Linked DNA regions of Sus scrofa: regions 2, 3 and 4 are each linked to region 1. A link is a contact called in public Hi-C, HiChIP or PLAC-seq and promoter capture Hi-C data. All regions are on one chromosome and are shown on one strand. The core of a region is the stretch at or near the end of the contact, and the rest is flanking DNA. Distances in the headings are between cores, read along the strand shown.

Region 1 (2,700 bases), core at 195-2,694:
AATTAGCCTTCTTGCTTTTCCTTGCTTCTCTAAGTCTGTATTGTGGTCTCTCACAACAGCAAAAGGGAACCTTTTAAAAGTCAGCTATTACTTGTCCACTCAAAACTCTGTATTGGCTTTTCAGTAACGCCACCCTGTTTAAAACCTCAAGCCCTACTAGCTCTATCCCCCTTCATTGCTTTATTATTTTTGCAGCACTTAATCACTAGGTATCATAGCATATTTCACTTGTTATTTCCTCCCATTAGAAGGCAAGTCTTTTTCTTTCCCTGCTTATTTCTCAGCGTCACCAAAAGAGCCTTGCACATAGTAAGCACTCAATATACATTTGTTGAATAAATGAATTAATGTGTTTGTTTGTAGATTTGTATAAAAACTTATGAGAATCAGGAAGTTCCCATCATGGCTCAGCTGTTAAAGAATCCATCTAGTACCCATGAGGACACAGGCTCTCTCCCTGGCCTCGCTCAGGGGGTTAAAGGATCCAGCGTAACCTTTAACTGTGGTGTAGGTCGCAGATGTGGCTCATATCTGCAAGCGTCGGCGCTTGGTAGACGGAAGTGGCTGTGGTATGGGCTGGCAGCTGCAGCTCCGATTTGACCCCTAGCCTGGAAACCTCCATATGCCGTGGGGGCGGCCCCCAAAAGACAAAAAACAAAAAGAAACAAACAAACAAAAAAACTATGAGAAAGTTGGGTACTGATCACAGATAACAATTGAGCACTTTGGCTAAACTTTGTGCAAGTTTCATCTAATTCTTGCAACCACCTATGATGTAGTTTATTACTTCACCTTACAGAGTCAAAAACTGATGACCAGAAGCGTTTTCCACAGAACAAACTTGTTTAGTTGACTTGGAACGTGTCTGCCTGGGCGTGTTTCTTCATAAAGGATTAAAAACGCCTTTGGACCAGCCCTTAAGAACTGGGCATTCGCTTAGGTAATCTAAAATTGTCGGTTTCTGCGTTCCCAGTAACCATGGAGACAGGACACCCTCCAGCAAGAACCAAAAAGTGAAATCAGAGACAAAGCCAACACACCCTCATACACACCTATTAAGTTCTGAACTGGAACGTCGTATCAGAGCGCCGGCCCGTCCTCGGTAGGGAAGAAAATATCCAAGATAAAATAGGGTACAGTTACCCATCATCGAGAAAACCCCCCTTCCGGTACAATGGGCGATCACGTGTTAGGGCGAGGCGGAGCGGGGCGGGGCGCAGCGCAGAATCTCACAGGAGCCCGACCAGGCGCAGCTTCCGCCTTGCGGCCCTCGGGCCGGCCTTACTTACAGCATCCCCCGCCCACCCCGGAAGTGGGGGCGGAGCTAAGCAAGCGTCGGCGCTGGGTAGACGGAAGTGGCTGTTGAGGGGATTTAAGGTAGCTTTAAATTCCTGCTGTCTTGAAAGTTCAGTCTCTTCAGCTGGAGTAGGGCTCCGCGCGACGGATGGCTGTGGACGTGAAGTCGCGAGCAAAGCGTTATGAAAAGCTGGACTTCCTCGGGGAGGGACAGGTGAGGCTCTCAGGCAGGGTTCGGTGGGCCCGGAGCCGGGAACGCCGCGCCGCCTCACACCCTCGCAGGTTTTCGCGTGGAAGCCAGGAGACGGGCACGCTGCGTGTCCTCTTTGAGGAAGCTGCCCAGACGCCCTTGCTGCCCTGTGTCCACCGTGGCGGTGAGCCCCTGAGTAGCCCTCTCCGACGAATGGTCTGGAACGGAACGTGGACGGCCCTACCACGTTTCAAGCCGCCGCGAGTTTGCTCCAAGAACCCTTGAGTCCCTTGCTTCGCAACTTCTAAAAAAAGTAAAAAAGCAAACACAAAGCAAAAATCTTAACAAACTGACATTATTCCCGTATTTCTCTCTAGTTTGCCACGGTTTACAAGGCCAGAGACAAGAACACCAACCAAATTGTCGCCATTAAGAAAGTGAGTTAGTTTGCTCTTTTTTCGTGTCTCCTTGAAGATGTGTCTATGTGTGAGCTAATGGCTGGCTTTTTTACGACTGTTGACCGTGCTCTGCTAGTGAGGAGGTCACTTATGTTATTTTCAGAGAAAAGAGAATTTCTTAGTGTCTTGTGTTCCAAGATGGAACTCAGGTTGAACCAGTGTTTTTGTTCCGTTAATTAAAATGAAGAGGAAGCTCTATATTATGTTTGCATTGTAACTCAAACCTTCGCAAAGGGGACAAGTACTGCTAGCCTGTTGGGTCCTTATAATTACTTAATAATCTTTCCAGGCCCTATTTCTGACTTACCTGCATCCACTTTCTATATATCTGTATTTTCTGAGTACAGATTGACTGTGAAAGGCTTTTGCCAGCATTAATGGCATTGATGTGGTGCCTTTTTAAAAAATGATTTTAGTGGTTTTTTTTTAACTTGCAGTCCTTCAAGAAACTTGGGTCATGTTTCGCTGACTTGGTGTATGCCGAGCACTTTAATCCACATTTTTTTCATTTAACCCTCGTAAAAGCCTAGTGATGTAGGTAAAGTATCCCTGATTTACACCTGAGGTGTCTGGGAAGAGATTAGGTGACTCAACAAGATGACACAGATAGTAATTGCTAAAGCTAGGATTTAGATCCAGGTGTCCTGCTTCCAGATTGATTGCCTTTTCCCATGCTGCTGAAATCAGTAACCCTCCTAAGAGAGGCTGTTTTTCTTAGATTTCAACAGCTGTGATGCAGGTGACCTCCATGTTCCT
Region 2 (2,700 bases), core at 87-2,586, 72 kb before region 1:
AAAACAAAAAAAAAAAAAAAAAAAAAAACAAAGACAAAGGAAAGCTGTGGGAACTGTTCCAGACTAAAGGAGGCTACATGCAACACTGACCCTAGCTGGATCTTGTACTGGAGGAAAGAAAGTGCTAGAAACTGCTCAAGCGACAAAATTAGAATACAAACTAGATTGAATAAAATGTTATAGTAAATTTACGCAGTTGCTAATTCTATTGTGATTACATTAAGAGAATATGCTTTTTTCCTTAGGAAATACACACTAAAAATTTAACAGATAAGGAGCCATGATATATATAACTTACCCTCAAATATTTAAGTGGTTTTTTGTTTGTTTGTTTGTTTGTTTTTTTAAGGGCCGCACGTGCAGCATATGTAAGTTCCCAGGCTAGGGGTTGAATCAAAGTCACATCTGCAGCCCACACCAGAGCTCAGGGCAACTGAGCAAGGTCAGGGATGGAAACTGAATCCTCATGGATACCAGTCAGGTTTGTTACTGCTGAGCCACAACAGGTATTTCCAAGAAAAAAAATTTATATACAGTTATACATAGATCTATATATAAGATTAAGTAAACCATAAAACAAATGGGGTAAAAATGTTAAGGATATTTGAATCTGGATAAAGGCTCTATGTGTGTTCCTTGTTACATTTTTGTCTGAAACTTTTGTAAGTTTGAAATTATTTTCAAGTAAAAAACTAAAAGAAAAAGATTGGCTTTGGGAAACAACTTGATTGAAGTAATCTGGCAGGTTAAGAGGCAGCCTGGCTTGCAAAATTAAGAGACAATTAGTGTGTGGAAACCTCATGGATCCAAAGAAAGTGAAGTTCAATCCCGTGTTACTAATTTGTGATCCTGGGAGTCACCCAAAGCATCTCGGAGCCTCCTTTTTATCCCAGAGTGCTGTTGGAATGAACAAACGAAAAAAGAATGTATATATAAAAGTATTTCCTGCTACAAGCCACTCTAGGAGAGGAAAGTGTGTTTAACAAGTAGGACTAAAGCCATAACTGCCCCTCACGTCAAACAAGGAGCTCCACTCTTCCTTTCCCAAGGCCGCTGTGACTTGTCTCAGCTAACTTTAGTCGCTTACAAGTTCACTGCTCCAGGTGTGGGGCAAAGAGAACCCTCCCTTCATCAGGTGGCAGTAGCGGCTGCCCCAGGGCGCAGGCGCCGAGTCAGACCACGTGACGGCCTGGCCCCGCCCCCGCCCGAACTTCTTCGCGGGATCGCCTTGGAAACGCATTTTCGGAGGAACTGGCCGCCGCCAATGGGAAGTGAGCGAGTGCCACGAACAGGCCAATAAGGAGGGAGCGGTGCGGGGTTTAAACCCGAGGCGGGGCCGGATTCCTCCCGGCGTGCTGCGGAGGAACGGCTGTTAGCTAGTGGTGGCTTCAAGGTCCCCGGCTGGTCGGGGCTCCAGTGCTCTGCTTCTCCCCTCTGAGCTGCTGCCTGGCCTGGTACAGAGGAAGTCATGGCGCTCCGGATCACCAGGGTGAGCTGCTGCGGTTGGTGAACAAACGCGGCTCTCCTGACTCCTGGGTCTCCTCTCCCTGTTTCCCCTGCTGGAGTTCCCCCACGGTGGGAGCGAATTTGGAGAGGAGGAAGGCGGTCGGTGGGCCCCTAACATACTGGGAGAGTTTGGGGGGCAGACGGACGGAGAGAGAAAGGTGCAAAAGAGAAGCGGATGGGCCTTGGACTAATTGGGGGGAGGGGGCAGATGGAGGGTAGACCGGAAACCTTTTGTAAAAGGTGTTGGAGGACCCGAGTGGGCTCCCACCAATTGCGCAATCTTCTTCCCTGAGGGAAAGGGAAGGTGCCTGCAATTGAAGGCTTTTTCGATTTCCATGGTATTTTAGGTCCGGCGGGGACTGAGCACGTAATCCCTCAATAGGTGAACGGAGAGGTTCCAGGAGAAAACTGACTTGTCATAAGCTTAGCGTAGACCCTGGAACCCCGGTTTCCCCTGGGAACCCATTCACAGTCGGCTTTCCTTCTGAGGGCCGCAGTTTTTTTTGTTGTTTTTTTTTTTTGCCCCGCTTTAACCCTTGACTTATTTTAACGTGGCGGGGCCAACTCCCAGACTCGTCTTGCTTCTTACAGAACACGAAAATTAATGCTGAAAATAAGGCGAAGATCAGTATGGCAGGCGCAAAGCGCGTGCCTGTGGCCTCTGCTGCAACCTCTAAGCCCGGACTGAGGCCAAGAACTGCTCTTGGAGACATCGGTAACAAAGTCAGTGAACAGCCACAGGCCAAACTGCCTCTGAAAAAGGTAACTATGCTGATTCAACTATTCTGTGAGTGTCTCCCTTCCAGCTGTGGCTCTTGGTGGAGAAACAATCCATTCTCTCCTTTTCATCCACAGGAAGCAAAAACTTTAGCTGCTGGAAAAGTTGTTGCTAAAAAACTACCGAAACCTCTGGAAAAGGCTCCTGTACCTGTATTAGAGCCCCAGCCAGAGAGGGAGCCCGAGCCTGAACTGGAGCCTGAACCAGAACCTGAGCCTGTTAAAGGAGAGAAACTTTCCCCTGAACCTATTTTGGTAAACTTTCTGGACCATTTTAGAGTCTGTTGATTGTTTGTTTCCTTTCATTTTATTCAAGTATGGAATAGCATTTGAACAAATAGTAGTAATAGTAACATTTATATAGTACTTAACAGGAAGTAGGTTCTGCTAAGCACTGTACATGCATTAGCTCACGTT
Region 3 (2,700 bases), core at 195-2,694, 120 kb before region 1:
TAGCCTGCACTACAGCCACAGCAAAGCTGAATTCCAGCCGTGTCTGCAACCCACACCACAGCTCACTGAAATACTGGATCCTTAACCCACTGAGTGAGGCCAGGGAGCGAACCTGTGTCCTCACGAATGCTAGTCAGATTCCTTTTCGCTGAGCTACTGACAGGAACTCCACTTTTCACATTTGAACACACACAATCCTCCCAAGAACCCGAGGATACAGATATTACTACTCTTACTTTCCAGATCAGAAAACGAGTCAGAAAGGACAAGTGACACAATTAGTAAGTGGCAGATTTGTGAATCAAATCAAGACAGACACTGGAGACCATTTTCTTAACTTTTTAGTAACATAAAAATAACCCTAATAAGGGCTGGTCCTACCTGCCTAGGTTTACTGGCCTGCAGGATTAAGCAGCACAGTTTAGGAGCCAGAATTTAAAAGAAACTCTATTTCGTCACACGCTGTGTATTTCCTCCGCCCCTGCCCTCCGCGGCAGAAGAATCCGCTATATTCCTGACGACCCGTTGGTGGCGCTGCAGGACAGGTATGCGCTGAGGCCGCGTCAATGAGAGAGGCTGAGAGGGGGTGAAGATTCGATCTGTAGCCCCGCGGTGGGAGGAGCCTAAGGAAGAGGGAGGGCTGGCGAGTGGTGTGTCCTGCGCAGGCGCAGAACCTGGCACTCCCCCGAGAGTGAGGGCTGCTGGGTCGGTGACGTGGCCTGGCAGCGTCCACTCCGGTGAGCCTCCGGGGAGCCCCGCGCCGCCGGAACTGTCCGTGGCCTAGTCCCGACGCGTGTGTGCTTGCGAGCCGGGGACAGCGGCGGCGGCCCGGCCTGCGGGGACCCGACAGGGCCGCTGCCATGGGGAAGTGACGCGCTTGCGACCGCTGTTCCGCGGCAGCGGCGAGACATGAGGAGACCCCGCGGCAGGGGCAGCGGCGGCGGCTCCTGATCCCCGCGATGGAGGAGAAATACGGCGGGGAAGTGTTAGCCGGCCCAGGCGGCGGCGGCGGCCTCGGGCCGGTGGACGTGCCCAGCGCTCGGTAAGGGACTGATCTGGCACCCGCCTCCCGATCTGCGGTCTCCCCGCGCAGGCGAGCTCCCTCTCCCTCCCGTCCCGTTGACAGCCCGGGACTCCTCCTCGGTTCTGCACGCGCCCCGGAGCCCTCCGTCCTCCCTGCTTCGGCTCCCAGGCCGCCTCTAGCTTTCTTTGGCTCCGCCGTCCCTCTCTGCAGAATGAATGCTCTAAGATCCAAGGAGGTTCTGCTTGAGATCTGGGTTTCCAGGCAGACCGTTAACCTTAGAACTGCCAGCCAGTTGACGTGAGAGGTTTTTCTGACCTATGAGAAGCATTTCTGTTGGCTGTTTCTCCCCGAAATAATGGGTTGGTGATACTTAACCTTTCTGACGTCTGCCTGCGTAAGTTAGAGGAAGGGTCACCGTCATCTCTTGAGGCGAAGAAACCAAAGTACAAACAGATGAACTTTGATGTTCAGGTTAACCCCGCACACCAAGAATCCAGCCGGTCATCTAGTTTTCCTTTCTTCGTTTATTTTGTTTTGTTATTAAGAAATGTGTGCTCGTTGTCCAAAAATTCAAGCAGCACAGAAATTCATAGAGTAAAAAGGAAAAATCCCCCCTTTATCCCCTTCCCAGCAATGCTCCCGTTAATCCCCAAGAGGTAAGTATACTGACCACTTTCCAGTGTGTCCTTCTTGACCTGTCCTAATTTCTGAGGTAGAGTGAAAGATGCGTAAAACATGGCCCAACAATTTTCATTGCCTTTATAGTTAATGAGGTTAAGTTTTTCTTGTTCTTGAAAACTCCTTTGAGATTTAAAGATGGTTTTGGTAAATTCTTGGAACTGTAGAAATAGAATCACTAACGCAACTTTTTTTTATGAAAAGGGAAGAACACAGCAAATGCTGGAGCAAAATTTAAATTAGCTGCATTTTCTGTAGTACAAGTTCAATTCTAATCTATTTTGAGCAACTTGTTTTTGTAAATAACAGGATATCAGGTATTATTTCCTGAGATGCGACAGCTAAATGCAGTAGGCAATTCTGATGTGGATTTCTAGAGGGGAAAATGCTGTGAAAGACAGTACTAGGTCACTTGACAAAATTGGACTCTGGACAATAGATTAGATAAAAATATATCCATGTTAAATTTCCTGTAGTTGATAACTGCACTGATTTTATGAGTATGCTCATGATCTTAGGAAACACAAGTATTTAGGGATAAAGTAGCAGGATGTATGTAACTTACTCTTTGAAAAGTTCAGGGGAGGGAGTTCCTGTCATGGCTTAGTGGTTAACGAATCTGACTAGGATCCATGAGGATGCAGGTTTGATTCCTGGCCTCGCTCAGTGGGTTAAGGATCCGGCATTGCTGTGAGCTGTGGTATAGATCACAGGCACGGCTCGGATCCCATGTTGCCATGGCTGTGGTATAGGCCGGTGGCTATAGCTCTGATTAGACCCCTAGCCTGGGAACTTCCATGTGCCCAGTGAGGCCTTAAAAAGCAAAAAAAAGTTCAGGGGAAAAAAAACTGTATTAAAGAGAGATAATAAGGCAAAGAAGAGAACATGTTAACAATTAGAGAATCTAAGTAAAGGGTGTGCTACTCTTGCACCTTTTCTGTAAACTTGAATTTTTTTTCTTTTATTGCCACGCCTGTGGCATATGAAAGTTCCTGGGC
Region 4 (2,700 bases), core at 56-2,555, 68 kb after region 1:
GTAGGATTTCGTTTCAACTTTTATATTAAAATAACTTTAGATTTACAGTAAGTCGCAAAGATAGTACAGTGAACTCCTGTATACCCCCGACCCAAATTCCTGTAGTGCAACATTAGGGTACATTTATCAAAAATAAAAAATTAACATTGATACACGCACTTAACCAAACCACATATTTTATCAGGATTTCCCCAGTTTTTCTACTGATGCCGTTTTTCCGTTCCAGGTTCCAATCCAGGATACCACACGGCATTTTGTGCGCTATAGCTTTAAGGCTTAAAATTGGTAGAAAAAAAAAAACTAGAAAAAAAATAACATAGGAGGAGGGGAGAAGAGGTAGAAACAAAGTCTTTCAAATCTATTTCTTATTTCTGCAATATCAGGTGAGGCCACTAAAGTAGCATTCGGCGAAGAAGGAGCCAGTTTGCCAGCTCGCCCACTCTCCGCTGTGCTTTTCCGAATCTGCAAGGCCCCGCCCCGAGGTCTGGCCGCGCACCCTCCCCAGCCTCCTCGGAGGCTGTGCGAGTCCCGATCCGGCTCCAGGAGCAGGACCCCCCCGCCGCCTCGTGCCGCCCCTCCCCCCCGTCCCCTTAGCGCGCTCACCGAGCACCGACCCTCCAGGCCGCGCGCGCCGCCGCTCTTCCAGCCACGTGACCGACCTGCGCGGCCACTACCGGAAAGGCGGGCGCGGCCGGACTTTAGATCCGCCAACTACCACCGGGCCACGGCCCGAGCTCACCTGGTTCGTGTCGGGCTGGTAGCGCTGCACAACGTGGACGCGCATAACTTACCCAGCTGCGCACAACCGAATTACAAATATAGTTGGAGACCTGGAGAAATAGGAGGCCGAGTGTGCGGCTCAAAGAAGGTAAAATTAGTTGGTTCCAACATGAAGCATCTCGGAGTCGCGTAAGAGAAGGATAGAGCTGAGCTATGGCTCAGCGGGGGCTGCGGGCCTTGAAAGGCAGGCTCTCAGCGCTGAGCAATGAGGGCGCCTTGTGGGCCAAGGAACTGCTGGGGCGAAGGCGAAACTGGACCTGGAAAGCTGCTATTCGGGCCTCCCGCGCTTGTGGGTTTCACGGGAAGGGCCCCATCTCCCTCTAACCCCACCCAAAACGTGCTGGGTCATTAGCTTCATCACCTGGTGCAGTGATGTGGGTATTATTTCCTAATAGCCGACATCTCTTGAAATAATTGAAGGCATTTCATAGTGGTCAAAAAACTTGGCAGGATTTAATGATTACTCACTTTAGAAATAAACTAATGTCGACGAAAATTCAGTTAACAGTGAAGGGAAGGGAAAAAGGGAATTTTATTCAAGCCAAATTGAGGATGATAACCTGGGAGGCAGACTCTTAGAAAGGTGAGAACGGTTCCACCTGTTAGGAGTACAAGGCACAGTCATATGTTTTCAACACATAGGCTCAAACATCAAAATGATATACTGGGGAGTTCCCTTGACAACCTAGGACTGAAATTAGTATATTAATATTTTTTAAGATTCCCATAATGTATATAGCTCTCTGTTAGATCCCACTATATACCTTCTGTTGAAAGAAAAGCTTATTATGAGCAGTGTTAGCAGTAGGATAATTATTAGCAGTAGCTTGATAAGCAAGAGAATTTAGTGAGTCCCAGTAGTGAAAAGAATATTGTCTTCAAAACAGCCATTCATATTACTAAAAACAATAATGAACACATAAGTGGTGCTTAGTGTGTGACAAGCACTGTTGTTGATTTAGTCCTCACAATAGCGCTATGAAGTAGTAATTGTCCTTAGAATGTATGTGATTTAACCCCAGGTAGTACTGGGTAAAAACACAGTGGTATTATCCTACTAGTCTGAGTCATCTTTCTTTTCTGCCTCATGCCCATCTTTCAATGCCCTGCATCCTACATCATTTATCCTTTTCTGCTACTCATTGTAGGTTATTCTCTCATTTTGTTAGAATCTCCAATGGGGCATGCATCACAATCTGTTTGTTCAAAGTGTCCATTTTATCCTCTTTGTATACTTGACTAAGATCATCTGGAGGGCAAGAATTTATCTTGGGAGGCCTTCCCCTCAACAGTGATTTGCATGAAGTCTTACATATACATGATAGGCAAGTTTATTTAAATGAAACTTGTAAAGGTTATGCTTGCATACAGTTTATCTTCCAGGAATTTACTCAATAAACTTGCATGTGCAAAGTTAAATATGCATTAGGCAGCACAATTTAATGGGTAAGAGCCTGCTAAGTTGGAATCCTGACTCTGATACTTCCTAGTTGTGATTCTGAGTAAATCATTTAACCCTATGAAGCTTGGTTCCATCACCTATAATGGAAATAATAATAATACCTACACCTCAGGTAGTAGTCATATGAATTCAGAGTTCACCACTTTTGAAATGTGTTTAAAAGAGTGCCTGGCACATAGTAATATATGTTATCCTTTCTTATCATTCTCATAAAATTAAAAACAAAAAGCTGGAAACAATTTAAATGTCCATCAGTAGGGGACTCAATAAACTACATCCTTAATGGAATTCTTTGCAAACCTTATCAAAACCAAAATGAAATACGACTACATCTTCAGGATGGCTGTTGTTGTCAAGGATATGGAGAAATTAGATCCCGAGTACAGGGATGATGAGAAGGTAAAGTTATGCAACGACTTTGGAATACAGTTTGGCATTTCCTGAAAATGTTAAACTCA

The links. Promoter capture Hi-C pulls out the DNA fragments that hold promoters and counts their contacts. Hi-C and Micro-C count contacts between places; a contact is called where the count stands out from the background. HiChIP or PLAC-seq counts read pairs in DNA pulled down with a chosen protein or histone mark.
Region 2: a contact with region 1 is called in a promoter capture Hi-C map of liver, with 3 times the contacts expected there. The contact joins the promoter of CCNB1 here to the promoter of CDK7 in region 1. A contact is called at or near these places in 1 of 5 promoter capture datasets (liver), 4 of 47 Hi-C or Micro-C datasets (embryonic fibroblasts, fetal heart ventricle, fetal liver and 1 more) and 1 of 2 datasets of contacts at active chromatin or transcription factors (alveolar macrophages).
Region 3: a Hi-C map of skeletal muscle shows a contact between it and region 1, with 4 times the contacts expected there. The contact joins the promoter of LOC110257255 here to the promoter of CDK7 in region 1. A contact is called at or near these places in 2 of 5 promoter capture datasets (fetal liver and liver), 10 of 47 Hi-C or Micro-C datasets (alveolar macrophages, fetal skeletal muscle, heart right ventricle and 3 more) and 1 of 2 datasets of contacts at active chromatin or transcription factors (alveolar macrophages).
Region 4: a contact with region 1 is called in an H3K27ac HiChIP or PLAC-seq map of skeletal muscle. The contact joins the promoter of CCDC125 here to the promoter of CDK7 in region 1. A contact is called at or near these places in 3 of 47 Hi-C or Micro-C datasets (fetal skeletal muscle, heart right ventricle and skeletal muscle) and 2 of 2 datasets of contacts at active chromatin or transcription factors (alveolar macrophages and skeletal muscle).

Annotation. Positions count from the first base shown.
Region 1 is chr16:47,408,824-47,411,523 of Sscrofa11.1, forward strand. It overlaps CDK7 (cyclin dependent kinase 7), which reads left to right and starts at 1,445. Exons shown (of 12, transcript NM_001166314.1): 1 at 1,445-1,510; 2 at 1,864-1,923. The coding sequence starts at 1,445.
Region 2 is chr16:47,336,903-47,339,602 of Sscrofa11.1, forward strand. It overlaps CCNB1 (cyclin B1), which reads left to right and starts at 1,337. Exons shown (of 9, transcript NM_001170768.1): 1 at 1,337-1,489; 2 at 2,098-2,268; 3 at 2,362-2,538. The coding sequence starts at 1,469.
Region 3 is chr16:47,284,019-47,286,718 of Sscrofa11.1, forward strand. It overlaps LOC110257255, which reads right to left and starts at 1,445. Exons shown (of 3, transcript XM_021076818.1): 1 at 1,440-1,445; 2 at 382-1,339. The coding sequence starts at 1,445. The coding sequence ends at 422. SLC30A5 (solute carrier family 30 member 5) reads left to right here and starts at 956. Exons shown (of 16, transcript NM_001137624.1): 1 at 956-1,042. The coding sequence starts at 960.
Region 4 is chr16:47,477,284-47,479,983 of Sscrofa11.1, forward strand. CCDC125 (coiled-coil domain-containing protein 125) reads right to left here and starts at 1,306. Exons shown (of 12, transcript XM_013984842.2): 1 at 792-1,306.